Regions from separate parts of the Mus musculus genome. Here region 1 is linked to region 2. A link is a contact called in public HiChIP or PLAC-seq data. All regions are on one chromosome and are shown on one strand. The core of a region is the stretch at or near the end of the contact, and the rest is flanking DNA. Distances in the headings are between cores, read along the strand shown.

Evidence for each region. HiChIP or PLAC-seq counts read pairs in DNA pulled down with a chosen protein or histone mark.
Region 1: a contact with region 2 is called in a RAD21 HiChIP or PLAC-seq map of pro-B cells, with 4 times the contacts expected there. The contact joins two enhancer-like sites. A contact is called at or near these places in 1 of 15 datasets of contacts at CTCF or cohesin (pro-B cells), 1 of 115 datasets of contacts at active chromatin or transcription factors (large pre-B cells) and 1 of 9 other capture datasets (macrophages).

Annotation. Positions count from the first base shown.
Region 1 is chr10:16,788,013-16,791,704 of GRCm38.p6, reverse strand. No RefSeq gene overlaps it. Among named protein-coding and RNA genes, the nearest start is that of Gm20125, 310 kb to the left of the region's middle. Within about 2 kb of position 1,769, at least 18 of the 459 cell types and tissues checked have an H3K27ac peak or open chromatin away from gene starts, as enhancers often do. A contact at or near this core is called in pro-B cells, where this site is marked.
Region 2 is chr10:17,199,658-17,203,486 of GRCm38.p6, reverse strand. No RefSeq gene overlaps it. Among named protein-coding and RNA genes, the nearest start is that of Gm20125, 110 kb to the right of the region's middle. Within about 2 kb of position 2,221, at least 110 of the 459 cell types and tissues checked have an H3K27ac peak or open chromatin away from gene starts, as enhancers often do. A contact at or near this core is called in pro-B cells, where this site is marked.

The sequences.
Region 1 (3,692 bases), core at 520-3,019, 410 kb after region 2:
ATGGCAGGTAAGTTTAGAACAGGATATTCACAGTTTTTGTGTGAGGAAATATTTAGTAATCAACTCTTTTCAAGGAAAAGAAAGTCACTTATTGGTAGCATTGATAATTTTCACATTGATACTTTCGCAACCTGACTATTTCAAGCCACCAGAATATGATCGACCTGTTTAATGTAATTCACGACCCTCATAAATCTGGTCCAGAAAAGTACTGAGAAATCCTGCCCTTCAAATACAGTTTCAATATTAGAATGAAAGAGACTCTCCTGATTTTGTTCACTTTAACTCTTTTGAGGGGGGCAATTTTCCATTGTGGTCTTTCTAGTAGGTTACTTTTATGTTATTCTTATAACAAAGGCTACTTCTCAACTTTGCTGTTACTGTTACTTTATCAAAAATCAATCAGAAAACTAATAATAGCATGTGTTAGATAAAATAGTAGTTTATTTCCCTCTTCCAAAGCATGGCTTGCAGCAGAATTTTATATTATTTTGTATTTTGATTTACAAAAATTTGTATAGGAATTATAAACTTAAAAGGTAATTAAAGTTTGTGAACTGAGGACCTACTGTGATCAAAATAGTAATTTGTAATTATCATCTCTACTATATTTTATTATTATCTACCAAATAAAATACCTCTTCTTAAAGTTACTGTTCTTCTTTTGTAATGCAACCAGTAGTGGATATTTTAGCTTTAGTCATTTTCATGATTTTGCCCTTTCACTAGGCTTTCTGAGGTCAGAAACGTTTTCTAGACTAATCCTTTAAAAGACGCTAGCCTGGGGATGGCTTGAAAATAGGACTAATCTAAAAAATACCTGTATATGTCTTAATTCCTGTGCATATCTTGCTTGGTTTATGCAGATGACCCTCACACCAGCACTGTTTTTAATCATAGACATCTTGGCTGAAATTTTCACAGTAATCTTTACATACTTTGTGTATGACCTTTCTCTCTTATTTAAGATTTTACATTATTTAAGGCATGGCTGAAGAATTACATATTTAACATGACCCCTACAGGTTTTAGAAGTTAGAAACAACAACAAAAATATGTAGGGGTGGTCTCTGCAGGTTTCTGAGCATTTTGTATTCATTTCTGAAGGGAGATGTCTCTATCATTCTGCTTAAACTTTATACTGTATGTCAATTTCAATGTAGAACAAAATCCACTTGCAAATGACACTGTGCTTACACCAAAAAAGGTGATCAAATAGTCATAGGAGCCTAGTCAAATAAATCCTGCATTTATAAAGATAGTATTTCATAAAATAGACTTAATGATGTTTATATGACTTCCTGTGAAAGCAGAAAGAACAGTATAATAATGGTATAAACATAGGAAATATCTGTCCCCAGGGACACATGATCACCATCTACAAGCCTAGAATTCATAGATTTTTGAGGCTATAAGAAAAATGAAAATTTGCTTACTACAGTTACTAAGGAAAAACAGCAAAAATAGTTTGCAAGAACAGACATGGTGCTCAGGTGAAAAGTTTACATGGAATATGACAAATATTTCAAATATCAGTAAGGTGTTTTTAAGAACGTCACAGATCCACTATTTTTTAATATGTTTGACAGACTCAATTTTCCTTCCTCTTCAAGTTGTGGAAGATGTTAGCTTTGAGTCCTCCCTGAGGAATTAGAAAAAAGAAAAAAAAAAAAAGAAAAAGAAAACTTTGATTTTCCCTTGAACTCATGTTCTTCCCCCTGTATTAGAATAGCACAGCAGCTGCTCTCTCGAATCTGGCAAATCCCAAGAGGGCTGGTTGTACTTGGTGATTGTAGTTAGCTCAGCTGCTCTGGGGTTAGAGTTGCTTCCTGCTGGTTCTGTGTCCACAAATATTTGTTAAATAATATGCTGAGAGAAGACATAGAAAGGATCTACAGCTGTGCTGGTAACCTCACCCCAGTATAGTCTAACAAATACTCCCAGAGTGCCTCAGAACACTCCTAATAGTCGACCATTGCTTATGAGCCTCACATGACATTTTCTTCCATATACAGAAGTCCGATTTTCTTTTAACACCCTTGGCTTCTCCTCAGGAAGGAAGAAAGGGTTATTTTTATTATTTAGCTTGGGGAAAAAGCAGTCCACACCAGTCACTTTTCCCCACCCTTTATCTGAGATAGCACCACTTTGGTGTATACTGTCATATCTTTAAATGCTATAATTTTATAAACAAAGTAAATCATTGAGAAGATTGACAACATTTTGGATGATGAGAGTACAGCTAAGAAAACATTCAGGAATCATGTAATTTGTTATCAGGAAGATCATTTCTTATCCCACAACATCAATTCCGTGGGTAATCAATATGGTATTTTGTTTTTTATCTATTTTCTTTTTATCATTTTGCAAACAGTTTAGAACCCTGATTTTGAATGCAAAGTGCTATTTATTGGATGCTATAATCCTTAGTGTAGAAGGAAATTCTTGGAAATTTGAACAAATTGTTTCTAAGTCTATACCAAGCACAAAACACTATCCTCCATAAATATCATCCAATTGTATAATTAACTAATATGATTTAAAGTCCATTTTAGTGAAAATTGTATCTGACTCTTTTCTTGATGTAGCTTTTGAAACTATTAAGCCCCATAAATATTTCTGAGCCCCATATATATTATTTAGGATAAGAATACATACCACCACATACATTAATGTGTAACAGGAGCAAATAAAAGAAGAATGGAAAATTCTCTCTCTCTCTCTCTCTCTCTCTCTCTCTCTCTCTCTCTCTCTCTCTCTCGTGTGTGTGTGTGTGTGTGTGTGTGTGTATGTGTGGTGTGTGTATGGGAGACAATTATATGTGTCTTTGATTACAGAATTAATTTACTCTATGACTTGGATTCTGAAGGGTTGTGTGAGTACTCTAATTGATTCCAAGATAATGGTGCCAGACCTTCCTTACAAAATTAGGCCTTCTTCCCCGTACTAGACTTGTTTCACCATTTGGATGTCTGTTAAATTGATGCTAACCCTTAATAAACTTAACATGTGAATACCTCATATTTCTAAGTGGGAATGCTGAACTTGTTAGAGAACAGTGAAAATGATTTCTGCAAGAAACAAACACAAACTTCAACAACCATATATTTTGTAAAAAATAATTGAATTTATGGAAATATTTAAAACCCCATAACTTTAATACATGGGTTAAGAATCTGGCAGATATTCAGCTCTCAAGAGAATTGGGCAGACTCGTCAGAAGTTCAAGACCAGTAATATGGGCTATGTAGAAGTAACAGATCTCAAGGAAGAGAGAGAAGGTAGAAGAATTAAGTGAGTGAAGGATCAGCTTCATTTTCTCCACCAATTAAAGAATTAAAGGCAGAAAATAAGAGTCATCAGAAATTTGGCTGAGTCATGGAGGAGACAACATATGAAATTGAGGAAACTTGTCTTTGACTTTTTAAAATTATTATTATTTTTAGAGTCTCATTTTATTTTTATTTTTTATTTAGATATTTTCTTTATTTACATTTCAAATGCTATCCCTAAAGTTCCCTATAAGCTCCCCCCGCCCTGCTCCCTTACCCACCCACTCCCACTTCTTGGCCCTGGCATTCCTCTGTACTGGGGCATATAAAGTTTGAAAGACCAAGGGGCCTTTCTTCCCAATGAAGGCTGACTAGGCCATCTTCTGCTGGCATGCTCCATATGCAGCTGGAGACATGAGC
Region 2 (3,829 bases), core at 972-3,471:
TCACACCTCTTTCCACAGGTTTGTGATTTATTTGGATTGTGCCCCATGCTAATTCTCTCAATCAGGAAAACATTATAGCTATTATCAAATCAACCACAATTCTTTTCCTTCCTTTTCTCTTCCAACCACCAACTCACACCTCCCATAGCCTGTGACAGACACTCACTGTTCATAGTGGTGAATGAGGTCTCTCAGGGTGTTAGTTACTGTCATGTTTTGATTGTTTGTTGGAAGTACCCAGACTTTGTTTCATCTTTGGTGCCCAGACATTGAAATGAAATGGTATGTCAGGAAATCCAGGTTGCCTTTATAACAAAGAGCATGTTGCCTCTTTAGGGAACAAAGAAACAGTCTGAATAGCTATTCAGTTGTTTTGTAGTACTTCCAGCCTTGGGGAAAGCAAAAATCTGGCCTGACATTGAGAGTGGCCATCTCTTTTGTGGCCAGTACTGGAATGGTTAATTGCTTTGCGGTTCTCTTAAGAAGACAACAATGAGCAAGCCCCTGCTACTGGATCACAGCCTAAAGCAAAGCTGACAGATCGCACTCTGCAGCTGAAACAGATGGTTGCTTACGGGGCTGACAAAGCGAATGTAAACTGTAGGGTTTTCACCCTCTGCTGCAGCCCCAAAGAGGTGAAAAGAACACCTTCTTTTTGGAAGGACACACACACACATACACATACACACACACACACACACACACACACACACACACACACACACACACACACACACACTGCACCACCACAGCAGCTGAACACTAACATGCTGTCCCTCTCCAGCAACTATTGCAAAATCTTCAGCCATGTGAGATTATGTTCATGAAAAACTGAGATGTGAAAAATGTGGTCTTATGCCTTTCCAGAAACATGAAGCATAATGGGCTTAAAAATATTGGAAAGACAGGGCAGAAGAAAAACACTTCTACCTCTAATCTGCTTCTGACTTATTTTCAAAGCATTCGTTTTTAGGACCTAGGAAGGCAGAGAATATATTCGTAGGTAGGAAGGTGTTGTATGATTTCCCAAGGCAATCTTCCTCAGAAGAATTATAAAACCAGATACCTGTCCTTTGGCTCAGAAGTGGTTAAACATGTACTATGAGAACTAGCAGTATGCCTTTTCAGGATGCTGACAGAGAGGGGCAGAAAAATGCCCAGGGATATTCTCATTGACAGCAAGAAGCAGGAATGAGAAAACAAACACACAAAAATTGCAACAACAACAACAACAACAACCACCACAACAAGAGCAACAAAACAGAAGGAGAAGCCAAATCACGTTAAGACAATCAATGACTGAAGTCAATCTTCTCTTGTGGAACCATCTTATTTTAAAGATAGGGTCTCACTAATGTCACCATACGTAGCCCTGGTTGGCCTACAACCTACATTGTAGATATGGCTGACCTCAAACTCACAGGGACCTTCTATCCTCTGGCACAGAGTGGTGAAATTAAAGGAGTGTAGCATATCAATAGGTGGGATTTTCCTTTGAATGGATATTCACCTTTCCCAATGAATCCTCAATGCAGCTCCAGCATCGTCTTCAACTCTAAAGATATTTAAGCACTCAATTAGCTCCTACAGTCCCAGAGCTTGCTCAGGATCACAGATGCTTGACTATCAGAGACTATTGGAAGATCGAACTGTGTGCTACCTGCTCTCATGCCTAAGAAGACTGAGTCTTATCCTGGAATGGAAACTGTAAAAATGTTGCAGGCTCAAACCTGGGCTTGCTAAGATTTTCTTTTATTTTCTTTTTTGGAATGGTGATGGCTGAGGGGAGACGACCCCTTTGGTAAAGGGCTGGCCATGTGAGTATCTGAACTGGAGTTCTCAGTCCCCATGTGCAGAGCTGAATGTGCTGCCTGGATCTGCTGCCTCAGTACTGGGGAGCCAGAAACAGGAAGATCTGGGACTTGCTGGCCAGTCAGTGTAGGCCAATTGGTGAACTCTGGATTTAGTGAGAGACCCTGACCCCCATGGCCCACTAAAAGCCATGACCTAGCACAGCTGCAGAAGACATCCAACACACACTAATACTCACACATGAGTTTGCACACAGGCACGAAGGAAATGATGTCTAACAGTTTCAGTGCTCCTTAACCAAGAAAATGAAACTGTATTTTGTAAAAGTTTTGTGAAATGAGCTAAGTGTTCTGTGTGGAGTCCACTTTCCTCACTAGTTTCCTATTCTATTTTTACAGGTTTTTTTTTTCTTCCCCTTTCCACTGAACTGACAAGTTCCTCTTTTCTAGTCCACTGTATAATCCAATTCTTACTTTTCTTACTTTGGCAATCCTTTTGGTGCCTGTCCCACCTCTCCCCCTTTCTCTCTTTCTCATTTGGTCATCATCTGCTCTTTTACCTGGGGGCTTCCGTTAACTCACTGGGTACAGCCTCTGCCTGCTGAGTGTGTTAATGACCCCTTTAGCTTGCAGGTCCTGGATGCAGCCACTTGCACAGTCTGGTCTGCTTTTCTTTCAATGCATGTCTTTGAGTCTCACATGAGGCCACCTGCATGCCAAATGACGTCACCATGCTCCAGGCCCATTGGGGTGTTTCCTAGAAGAGTGAATTGCTGCTCTTTCTCTCCCAGGTGTCTCGTTCCTACCTCTTCTGTGCAGGCCTGCGGTTGTTTGTTCCGACACAACTCTTAGAATTGGGGAAAGGGCTTCATTTCCCCTGAGCTCATTGTCTCTTGGTAGATACTTTTGGCTTTTCCTTCCATTAACCAAACCAGTTCTTCATTTCATATCTTCCTTTCACATTTTCTCCTGCCACAGATAACATATGTATCACCCCTCCCCACAATACCCTATTTCCCTTATTTGCCTTTCTGTCTTCCATAGGATTGTGTTAGCGTGGCATCGTGGTTGGTGGACCAATGGCACACTTTCTGTTGCTGTTGAGAACAGGTGAAAGCAGGCAAAGGAGATATTATGCTGTATGATTCTCTGTCTCCTGTCTTCAAGGGCCTGGCTCTGCTCTCTTTACCATTGTCTCTGTGTGTAAATCCCTTTTTAGTTCATTCAGTCCTCTTGTCCTCCAGCTTTTCCTACAAGCTCTTTTTGTCACTGGCACTGAAATGTTCACTGCTGAGACATGTTGCCTCCTGTGTGGCTGTGTGGCATATTCTCTTTGTCTTTTTCATGTTCACACCAGCGAAATCAAGCTCTCTGTGTTTGAAATGTAAACAGTGCTTCGTGATGTTCTGAGTCATCAGCTCTCATGCCCCTCGTTACACATAAACTGTGATTCCTCAATTTAGACTCTTTAACTTAAATGCTGTCGATTAACTGATGTCTATTTCTGGCAACAGAGATGGTTGTCATCCAGTTGAATGCTTTGCCCTGAAGGAACTGACCTGCAGAGTCTTATTCTCCTAGCATGTACCAATTCAGTGACTCTACTGGGGGTCTCAAAAAGCGGGTGTGCCAAGGGATGCAGTTGAAGTCCATCCATTGCCAGGCTTCAGGGTAAACTTAGAAAGCCTGATAAAAGCTATGAGCGAGGATACCCTATGCTGTCTTCAGTTACTGAGAAAAAATAATCTTTACAAATATTTACTTGAGGTTTCAAGAGGTAATCTCTTGCAAAGCCAAGCTCCACTTTTGAGAAAAAGCTATTCACTGAGAAGGGGACTTGGAACATGTATCTCCCCATATCCTACAATGTGTTGACTTCCATCAATGCAAATCCTAGGCCTACTTTATGAATGTAAAACTGAAAGCTGAATGAGTCTATACTTCTTTCTGGCAGGACTTGGCTCTATAGTGTTGTGACTTACAGACAATAAACTGCAACTTGTTTCAGTGAGAATATA